Regions from separate parts of the Podarcis muralis genome. Here region 2 is linked to region 1. Evidence: chromatin contacts called from public Hi-C data. All regions are on one chromosome and are shown on one strand. The core of a region is the stretch at or near the end of the contact, and the rest is flanking DNA. Distances in the headings are between cores, read along the strand shown.

Region 1 (4,982 bases), core at 547-3,046:
TGGATTTCCCCCTGGCCCATATGGTTTTAATCTGCTTTCTCTTCTATCCTTTTATGAGTTTTAAATGGGGCGTGTAGTAAAGATACCTGGCTTATTCTTTTAGATGTTCTGCACAAACCTCTTTCAGCAGGCAGGTCTCTCCCATCATACCCCACCCCACTTTTCTCCTTATCCCCCCCCCCCCGCGCATTTTTCTCCATCCCAAGGAGGCTGATGGCGGAAGGTAAGAAATTGCCCCTATTATCACAACAGTTTTAAAACGCCCACCTTGGATTCTTTGTGCGTATTAAATAAACATACACATTTACAATCATCTCCGCAGCATCTGAGGGGGCGTTTGCCCTGTGCCCTTTGGTTCCGCATGTAACAACAGGTATGCTACAATTCCACCAAATAACAGCCCGCTAAGATGACCAGGGAGGGGATGGAGCGACGCGACGTCGATCCCCTGGTTTGGGCACCTTTGAGTTGTTCCATTGGCCTTCATCGACCTTTACGCACGAGCTCGCGGCTGTGCGTTCGCTGCCTATACTTCTCTTATTAATGTCGAGCGGAATGAATCCGTGATACTTATCCACAGTAAACCAGTTGGGACACACAGGGAGAGTGCGGTATTCCTCACAGCAACCCGGCGAGGTAGGTTGGGAGAAAAGACTAGGACATGTCCTTCCGCCACCCCACTCCCCCGAAAAGAAATATTTGGTTGAGTTTTCATCCCGCCTCCCGCCTCCCGCCTCCCGTCCCCAGTCCAGTCCAAAAGCCTGCTCCCAAACTCGACTTCGGGCTGTCAAAACGCAAAACTAATTGGCAAAATATGGCTCGCTCGTGTATGTCGCCGCGATCCCCAAAGCGCGTGAGCTGGCCTGCCAGTCCGCGCGCCTCCAGGCGTTTGGCGCCGCCCTGAGCCAAGCAGGCCGAACGGTGCGATCCGCGCGGCACCCACGCAGGCTTCCCAACCCCCAGCCATCCCCAAAACGTTTCAAGCTCCAGCACGCTGCTTTAAGCAGGCTGCGGAGGACTCGTTAAGCCCCCTCGCTAAGTGTCAAGCGGCTGGCCCAATCCGTTTAACCCGCAGTTGCTGCTGTCGAAAGGGGAGGGGGTGGTGCTGAGTGAGCGGTAGGAGGAGAAGAAATCCACAGCTGGATTCCTCGTGAGTAAAGGGCCATGTGGCTCACCAACATCCAGTAGTAATATGTGCTACAACAACAACAATAATAAGAGCGACAAGAGAAGCACGATCGCGAAGCAACTGTGGGGAACAGAAGTTATCTTCTTGCATCTCTTCTCTGCAGATAGTTTAAGAAACAAAAACAAAACCCTCACATTAACTGCTCTTTTTTCAAATGTTTACTCGGGAAGCATCGATTCATGATTTTATTTCCCCCGTGTGTGTGTGTTTTAATGGCTACTAAATCTTGTTATGAAATCTATTTCATCAACTGAGTGCCTTTTGCATTCCAGCGCAGGGAGCCAGAGAGAGAGAGCGAGAGAGAGAGAGAGAGAGAGCGCAAAAGCTCCTCGCTATAAATCAAAAGAGAAATTGCGCTGATGGTGTATTTAGCAAATGAAGAAAGTTGGAGGTGATCTTCGCTAAACAGCTTGGCTGTTGATTGCCAACCAGAGGCCGGCGCAGTTGAGCTTGAGAGAGGGAGAGGGAGAGAGAGAGGGAGAGGGAGAGAGAGAGGGGCTGGGAAAAAGAGAGGTTTTCTGGCTGGTTGGCTTTGGTTGTGGCAAGCCCAGCAGGAGCCAACCTCCTCCTCCTCTCTCTCTCTCTCTCTCTCTCTCGTTTCCCTCCCCCTCTTCTTTTCTCTCTCCCCCCCTCCACTTTTTTCCCCTTTTTGCTTTGCCAACACCCGCGGAAGGTGGAGCTTCGGCCGCGCTGCGTCGCAGGCGTCAGAATCCTCGATTTCCAACTTCGCGTCTTGGCCGGACCTTTTGGCGAAGCGCGCAAAGGAAAGTGGGGTGGGAGAGAGAGAGAGAGAGAGAGAGAGAGAGAGAGAGAAAGCGCCCTTCTCCGTCCAAAGGAGGGAGGCAGAGAGATAAGGCGAAGGAGTAGGAGAAGAGGGGGAGGAGGAAGAGGAGGGGAGAAAAGAAGAAGGGAGCCATTCGCCGGAGTGCGTCCAAGCTCAGCTCGGCTGCACTGGAGAGGCGGCGAAGGAGGGCGCGCGCGTCGAGCCCGCTAGCCCCGGCTTGCAGAAGCACCCTCCGAGGCAGACCTCGACGACGCTCGCCGTAGAGAGAAACGCACAGGGCGCCCGGGAGAGAGGGAGGCAGGGAGGGAGGACGGACGCAGTTCCTGGCGACGGCGGTGGTGGCTGTGCGCTCGCTGCCTGGCGGGTATATGCCTGCCTCTGGCCATGTCGTATCCTCAGGGTTATTTGTACCAGCCGTCGGCTTCCTTGGCGCTCTACTCCTGCCCGGCGTACAGCACCAGCGTGATCTCCGGCCCCAGGACGGATGAGCTGGGCAGATCGTCGTCCGGCTCGGCTTTCTCTCCTTACGCCGGCTCCACCGCCTTCAGCGCGCCCTCGCCGGGTTACAACTCACACCTCCAGTACGGCGCTGATCCGGCGGCCGCGGCCGCAGCCGCTTTCTCCTCTTACGTGGTAAGGGAAGCGCTCGGGTCGCCCTCTTCCTCCTCCTCCACGCCGGCCGCTTGTGGGAAAAGGAGGAGACCGAGAGAGGGATGGAACCAGAGCTCAGGGACGAAGACTTGGCGGGGCGGGTGTTATTGGGGAGTTGTGGGGATAACCCAGGGGGCTGGAGCTTGGAGGGTTTGCAGGCTGTAACCATAGACGAAAGCGGCAGGTAAAGTGGGGAAAGATGAAGTGCAGAGGGAGGGGTGCAGGAAAGAAAAGCTGCCCGTGGATTTTGGCACCTTCCATGGCCGCAGCTCCTCAGTGGATGGTTAGCCTACCGCATTTTCTTAAAAAGAAATCGGTTGCAGGAGGAAGGATTCCTGCGCGGAGATCAATGGGACATTTCTCTCGCAAGGAAGCCTGCAGCCGGCCAGCGTCTTTCTCCTCGCTGGTTTAACTCTGGACTATCAGCCCCCCCCCCCCCCCCCAATACAGAGTTGAACGGGAGCTGCAGCGCGATCTGGTTTTATTCCATAGTAAACTCCACTTTTGCTCCCAAGGAAGCCGGGCAGCGCCACGATCCTCGGCGGCTGTTTTACGCGCGAGTAAAAGCACGCCAGGTCGCCACGCAGCAGCAGAGCACGGCGATCCTAAGCGTGTTTGCTCGGAAGTCAACCCCGCAAAGTGACTCCGGGTCAGTGTGTGATTAGGGACGCAGCTTTGATCTTGAAGGGGCTAAGAAGAGCGAGGCTTTCCGTCTGTGCCTTTTCATTTTAATTTAGGAAAGCGTATGAGAGTTAGAGTCTCAGTGAAGGTGCGTGTCTATACATACACATACACTCTCCAGTACGATTTTCAGATGTTTTAATTCATGTCAAATCCGGCAGTTTAGATGCCCAAAAGAAAAGCTGGATAAGGGGGTGACCCTTCTGCCCCTTGCCATTTCCTTGCCGTCTTAATCGGTCCCCCCAAATATTGCAGAGCTATAATTCCCATCTCATGAAGCCGAATGGCAGTCTGATAATGATGAAGATGATGATTAGAGTAGGTACAAAAAGATTTTTTTGAAGTTTCATTATCTTTTTTTAAATGTACCTACCCCTTCCACAATAATCTCAGGCAGTATGGAATACATCTGGAAACATCTGTCCAGAAGTTATGTAAAAGAAACGCTTTCAGTAGCTCAATAAATCTACAAAGAGAAAGCGAATAAAGTGGTTATTCCCTCCTGAAACTAAACAAAGCCAAAACTAAAGGGCTCCCTCTTCCATGCTTGAACTACTTCTTCTAGTTACATTTCCAATCTAAATAACGCAGCTTCTTAAAAAAGAATGCGAGTTAGGCCTCTTGGAAACACTTGGACTGGAATAGAGTTGAATCCGAATATTTCGGTTTAAGGCTTATTGTCGGGAAAATTCCCCCTCGGGAGTGGGGGGTGGGTCATGGAGGCAGAGCTTGCTATCTGTCTAGACACTGTCATGCTTCCAAGTGAAAGGGGGGGGGGAAGGGTGTGTGTGGGTTTGTGTAAAAGGTTGCGTTCAATTAGAAGGGGAGGAGGTGTAATTTGTTACTGTTTATAGCTTGGTAATTTGGCAGAGATGGAAGTGGGTGGGTGAGATACACTTTCTGGTCGCATTCAGACACCGGTGGGCAACTCGTGTTTAGCTTAGGAAAGACTTATTTTGACTCCCACCCCCAGGTATGGTGACACTCCAACTTTTAGGCCGAGTCTGTTATGGAGATGGGGGTACAACCACGTATTGTGGAGAGGACCCTTTCAAACGGGAGGGAGATGGTTTGATTTCTCAGAGATATGGATTTCAAGAATGATTATTAGGAGGTCTCCTTCTCACCTCAGGCGACGCTTCTGCCTCTCCTTCTCCTTCCTCCAGGGCTCGCCCTACGACCACACCCCCGGCATGGCCGGCTCTTTGGGGTACCACCCTTACGCGGCTCCCTTGGGATCCTACCCCTACGGCGACCCGGCCTACCGGAAAAACGCCACCCGAGACGCCACGGCCACCCTCAAGGCCTGGCTGAACGAGCACCGGAAAAACCCTTACCCCACCAAAGGCGAGAAGATCATGCTGGCCATCATCACCAAGATGACCCTCACGCAGGTCTCCACCTGGTTCGCCAACGCCCGGCGGCGCCTCAAAAAGGAGAATAAAATGACCTGGACTCCCCGGAACCGGAGCGAAGACGAGGAGGAAGAGGAGAACATCGACTTGGAGAAGAACGACGAGGAGGAGCCACAGAAGCTGGAGGAGAAGGGCGATCTGGAGGCGATCGAGATAGGTAAGCGGCCGATGGAGATGAGAGGAGACGGATTTGGGGAGGTGAACTGGGTTGTACGCTTTTTGGCAAGGGGATCGGTCTGGGGCGAGGGAGGAGCAGGGGATC
Region 2 (4,708 bases), core at 698-3,197, 460 kb before region 1:
TCCTCTCCCCCGCCCCGCAACTTGCACAACGGAGGTGTTGCTGCTAAACCCCCTTTAAATAAAAAAACAAAACACCCTTCTGCCTGACGATTCCTCCGCGCGCTAGATGGAACTGTCAATCAACCCCTCACGGAAAGGAGGAGAGAGAGAGAGAGAGAGAGAGAGAGAGAGAGAGAGAGAGAGAGAGAGAGAGAGAATACCAGCCCCCATTTGTGTGCAAGGGTTTTGATGGGTGTCCGTATTGGGGGAATTGTTAGATTTCCCTTTTTCAACTTTCCTTGGGGAAACACGGGCCTAGGAATGGCGCTCTGAAACTATATTCAAACTCTCGAAGATATATGGACAACAAAAGGACTCAGTAACTCCTTCCTACAACTCTCTGTTGAAATCAGGCTCCCTTGTATTATGAAAAACCCGAACACTTTATTTTCTGCTAGGTTTGGATCCCCACAGCAGATCATTTTGCTTCCAAGGCTTATTAATAGTAACATGATTACTGATTTTCAAAGCGGGATTCCGACTCTCCCCCCCCCCCCGTCTCATCCAGTGCGTGTTATTCACAAGGAAAAGGCACAATATGGGACTGTTCTTACGTTGAGAAAAGACGATCAAAGGAACTCACGGAGGTGATTCTCTCTCTCTCTCCCCCCCCCCGCTGCCCTTGGTTCAGTTCAGTTCTCCACACACCCGGAATTATTTGAAAGCTGCATTGAAATTAATACGGCCCATTACTTCCGACTAAGCAGTGGTTTAAGGATCCGGGTGCCTCTTTTTAAAAATATAAATAAATAAATAAATAAATAAATAAATAAATAAATAAATAAAAATTTAAAAAGTCACGGGGGGGGGACGAACTGTGTCCCAAACTCTGCGAGTTTTTTTAAAAAAATAAAAAAATAAAGCAGAGGCAGGAGTTTTTTGCATGCTCTTCTCAATCTGCCGAAGAGAGATTTTTAACCCCTCGCCTGCTCGGCCCCCTAGCGCACCCCCGGGCCCAGATCGAGAGGGGAGGGGGAAACCAGGAGACCGAGCTGGTCACTTGCAAACCACCGCCAGCCAATTGCACCTTTTCCTGCGTCTTCGCTTTACGCCCGCAGCTGTGCAAAGTCACATCGCAGGCGGAGTTGGAAGAGAAAGAAAAGCTGAAGATTCCAAAAAGAGAAAGAAAGGGGGAGAAAGGAGGACTGCGGGTTTTTAAAGGGGGGAATCTGGAGTTGGGGTGTGGGTGTGGGTGTCAGAGAGCGAGAAAGAGAAAGAGAGAAAGAAAGAAGAGCGGAATCTGTGGACTCGTCTCCTTACCAGCTGCGGGAAGATGGGTAGCTCGGCAGTGTAGGGGAGGAAGGCTCCGTATCCCTGAGCAGCCGCGGCTGCCGCGTACGGCGCTCCGTACATGGAGGAGAGCACGTTGGAGAGCGTCCCCGTCGGGCTGAGGTCTGCCCCGCTTCGGGAGCTGCTGTTCCCTTGGCGATCCGACGGGTAGAGCGGCCGGATATACTGGTATCCCAACTGGGAAAATGCCATGGCGGGGTGGTGTGTGGTTGGGATGGGGGGGAGGAGAGGCGAGGAGGGGGGGAAGAGGGGAAGGAAGGGGGGAAGGAAAGAGGGGAGGGGAAAGAGGGAGGGGGAGGAAAGGAAAGAGAAGCGAAAGGAGAGAGCGCGAGGAAGGAAGGAAGGAAAGAGAGAGAGAGAGGCGCAAGAAGCGAAGAAAAGGAGCCCGGTCGTTCGCCCTTTGCTCGCCTCGCCTGCACTTTTTTAGTGCGTCTCAGAAAGTCTGCCAGGCATTGGCGGTGCCGGGTGGGTTAGCGGGGTGGGGAGACCAGGCGAGGCCGGGAGGGGGGGGGGCTGCCGCTGTTGCTGCTGCCGCCGCCGCCTCCTCCTCTTCCTCTTCTTCGTCTTCTTCTTCCTCCTCCTCCAGCCGCTGCTGCGTAACGATCCTCCGTCTCTTTCTCCCTTCACTTTTCCTATTGATCTGAGTGGACTCCAGGTCAGGTCCTAACAGATTGCTGGAGATTATTGGAACTCCCGCCTTTGATTGACAGCCGGAGTCTCTCTCTCGAAGCTCCTCCTCTTTCTTTTAAGTCAGTCTCTCTCTCTCTCGCTCGCTCTCGGTTTCTCACTCCGGCTCTTTTCTCACTCCCTCCCCCCGCCACTCACGCCTTCCATTTACTGACGTCGCCGTCTTTTATTTGAGTGCTTTTCAAATCTGGTGGAAGCCATCGGCAATCAGTCCGGGGTTTGTATAAAGATTTAACTCAGTCCAGGAGAGTTGTTGCTTAAAACATAATAATAATAAATATTATTGCTATTATTGTTATTATTACCATTATTAAAATAATCTCCCTTCAGAGCAAAATGTATCAACTAGAGTTAAGACAGGGATCCGTGCAGAATTGTGGCACGCACCCTTCATTATTGTTGTTGTTGTTTTTATTATTTTGCTGATTATCTGCACAAAATTAATCTCCCAAACTCCCTCGACTCCCCCCTCCCTCGCGCAAATTAACCTATTCATGCCTGGAGCTGTTGGACTGGACACTAATATAGATTTAAAAGTCTGCTTTCACTCTCTTTCTTTCGCGAACCGCCCCCTACCCACCGTGAATTTCTCTTTTCGCACCGAATTTTGAAGTAGTTTCTTTAACACAGTAGGTCAAAATACAGTAAAGGTGGAGAGAGAAAAAGGAGGGGGGAAATAAAGTGAGACGGGGGAGTTAGCGAAGTTAATTTCCCTCCTAATAAGAAACTTCAAAGGCTTGTAGGTCAGAATTTTGACATCAAAGGCGAGAAAAGAAGGCAAATTAAAATTTTAACAAAGGAGACGTAGGGGCAGCCCCGTGGGCCGTTGGTAAATAAGCGGTGTGAAAAAATGGGGTGGGGGCCGGTGGTTGGGAGACACCACACATGCAGACAAGGAGACAATGACAGGCATCTGAATGGAACTCATTAAGGGCTTTTTGTCTTGGTGCTAAAACTCTAATTAGGAAATTTATGATCGTTTTGCTCGGTCCCTGGGTTCTTTAGCGGTGCGCGCAAAGGAAGGGCGAGGTACCGCTTCCCTGAGTACCTGAACCAGACAAAACTGTAAGAAAATCGCAGGAGGGAAAGAGGGCTTGTGGGCATGAGAGAGGGGAGAACTTTTAGGGAGAAAGACCCCCCTTTTGGTTCAATTATTGCTGGATGTTATAATCGGACATTGTTCCGAAAATTGCCACCACCACGTCATCATTTTTCTTTTGCAAATGCACGGGCATTTAATTGACATGTGCAGGGCGAACTTGCACGTATTTACTCAGAAGTAAGCTCAGTGGGGCTTAGTCCCACATGTAAATATTGCAACCGCACTGACTTAATTTACCCTCACCCCCCAGAGATGGCAAAATTGCTTCTTCTCTTGAGAGACTTATTTTGCTGTTCATGAGACTCTACTAACCTTTTCATATTCTCACTCACTCTCACACACATTTTACCGTAGTGTAGATTTCTTATATGTTATTATGCGTATGTCGTTTGGCAGCCTTTTCCAGCCTTCGGTTTACGGTCATGCCCTAATTTACGCATAGTTTAGCATGCACGCACATGCACGTCTGCATGGACATGGTCGCCTCGGTGCACGCGCGTACACATCAGCAAAGCGTCTTGCGACACTTTCAGGGCTAGCAACATTGGCGTCAGCCTTTAGTGGGCTACAGTCCACCAGATGCATCACAGGACCTATTTATAGATTTGGCCATCTGCTTAGGAGCCCCTACGCACCTTTACAGGGAAGTAAGTCTGGCAGATAAAGTTCTGCTCAGAACTCACCTGGGGACATGAGTTTTCACTTTGTGGAATATCCCCTCCACACACACACAAAAGAAAAAGTTTCTAAGCGTCTCAAAGTTACGGTTAACGTGGCATCGCAATTTCTCCTCCGTTTCCCGGATCCCGCTGGGTATATTACTTCTTCCACAATATATCTTGAGTGCTCTCAGATAATCGCCCATTGTCCCCTTCCTCCCCCCAGCTTCCAGTCCCGTCTGGGTTTAATTTTATAACTCTATTCCTCTTCTTTATTATTATTTTTATTATTATTATTATTTAAAATGAAGTGCATGTCGGATTAAACAGTTCGAGAAATCGACCTTGATAGCTTCCTCTCGTAAACCTCTCCCGTCTTGTAATAAACGCGGATTATATCCAATAGCAAGAGTCAGAATTAAAATTCTCGGAATCAATAGCGAGCAATCTCGAAGAAACATCTCTAATCGTATTACGCTCCTCTTGATAGCTTTCCCTATCTGCTAATCTAATGCAGTCTTCTCTGTATCCCATCTCCAATATTTTTAAAACTTTTCCTCTTGGAGTTTTAGAAGTGCCGTGTGATGGGTGGATATCCCAATATTCAACTGAGTTTCGATATTGTTATCATTATCATTATTAAATATGAGAGGGAGGGAGAGGGGGAGGAGAGAGAGAAAGAGACAGAGAAGCACCCTCACGAGAAAACGCCAGCTCGCCGTTTTACTTGCTGTTTTGTTCTATATTATTTTCAATAACTTGGTATCTTCCATAGGTTTAGGGTGGCGGTGATTTGGCAGAGCTAGGACGGGAAAAGTCGGTTAGAGACCAAGGGGAACCGGAAGGGAGAAATGGTCGAAAGCCTCACTCCTCGGTGCAATTTACTCGCGAGTAATCTTTGCCTCCTCTTCCAATATCGAGAAGGGACAGT

Evidence for each region. Hi-C and Micro-C count contacts between places; a contact is called where the count stands out from the background.
Region 2: a contact with region 1 is called in a Hi-C map of blood, with 5 times the contacts expected there. The contact joins the promoter of IRX3 here to the promoter of IRX5 in region 1. A contact is called at or near these places in 2 of 3 Hi-C or Micro-C datasets (blood and tail).

Annotation. Positions count from the first base shown.
Region 1 is chr7:38,845,040-38,850,021 of rPodMur119.hap1.1, reverse strand. It overlaps IRX5 (iroquois homeobox 5), which reads left to right and starts at 1,796. Exons shown (of 4, transcript XM_028740116.2): 1 at 1,796-2,606; 2 at 4,472-4,877. The coding sequence starts at 2,358. It overlaps LOC114602197 (a long non-coding RNA gene), which reads right to left and starts at 4,082. Exons shown (of 2, transcript XR_003707877.2): 1 at 3,679-4,082; 2 at 3,427-3,596.
Region 2 is chr7:39,301,194-39,305,901 of rPodMur119.hap1.1, reverse strand. It overlaps IRX3 (iroquois homeobox 3), which reads right to left and starts at 1,947. Exons shown (of 3, transcript XM_028740112.2): 1 at 1,300-1,947. The coding sequence starts at 1,521. It overlaps LOC114602192 (a long non-coding RNA gene), which reads left to right and starts at 2,151. Exons shown (of 2, transcript XR_003707874.2): 1 at 2,151-2,233; 2 at 4,553-4,708.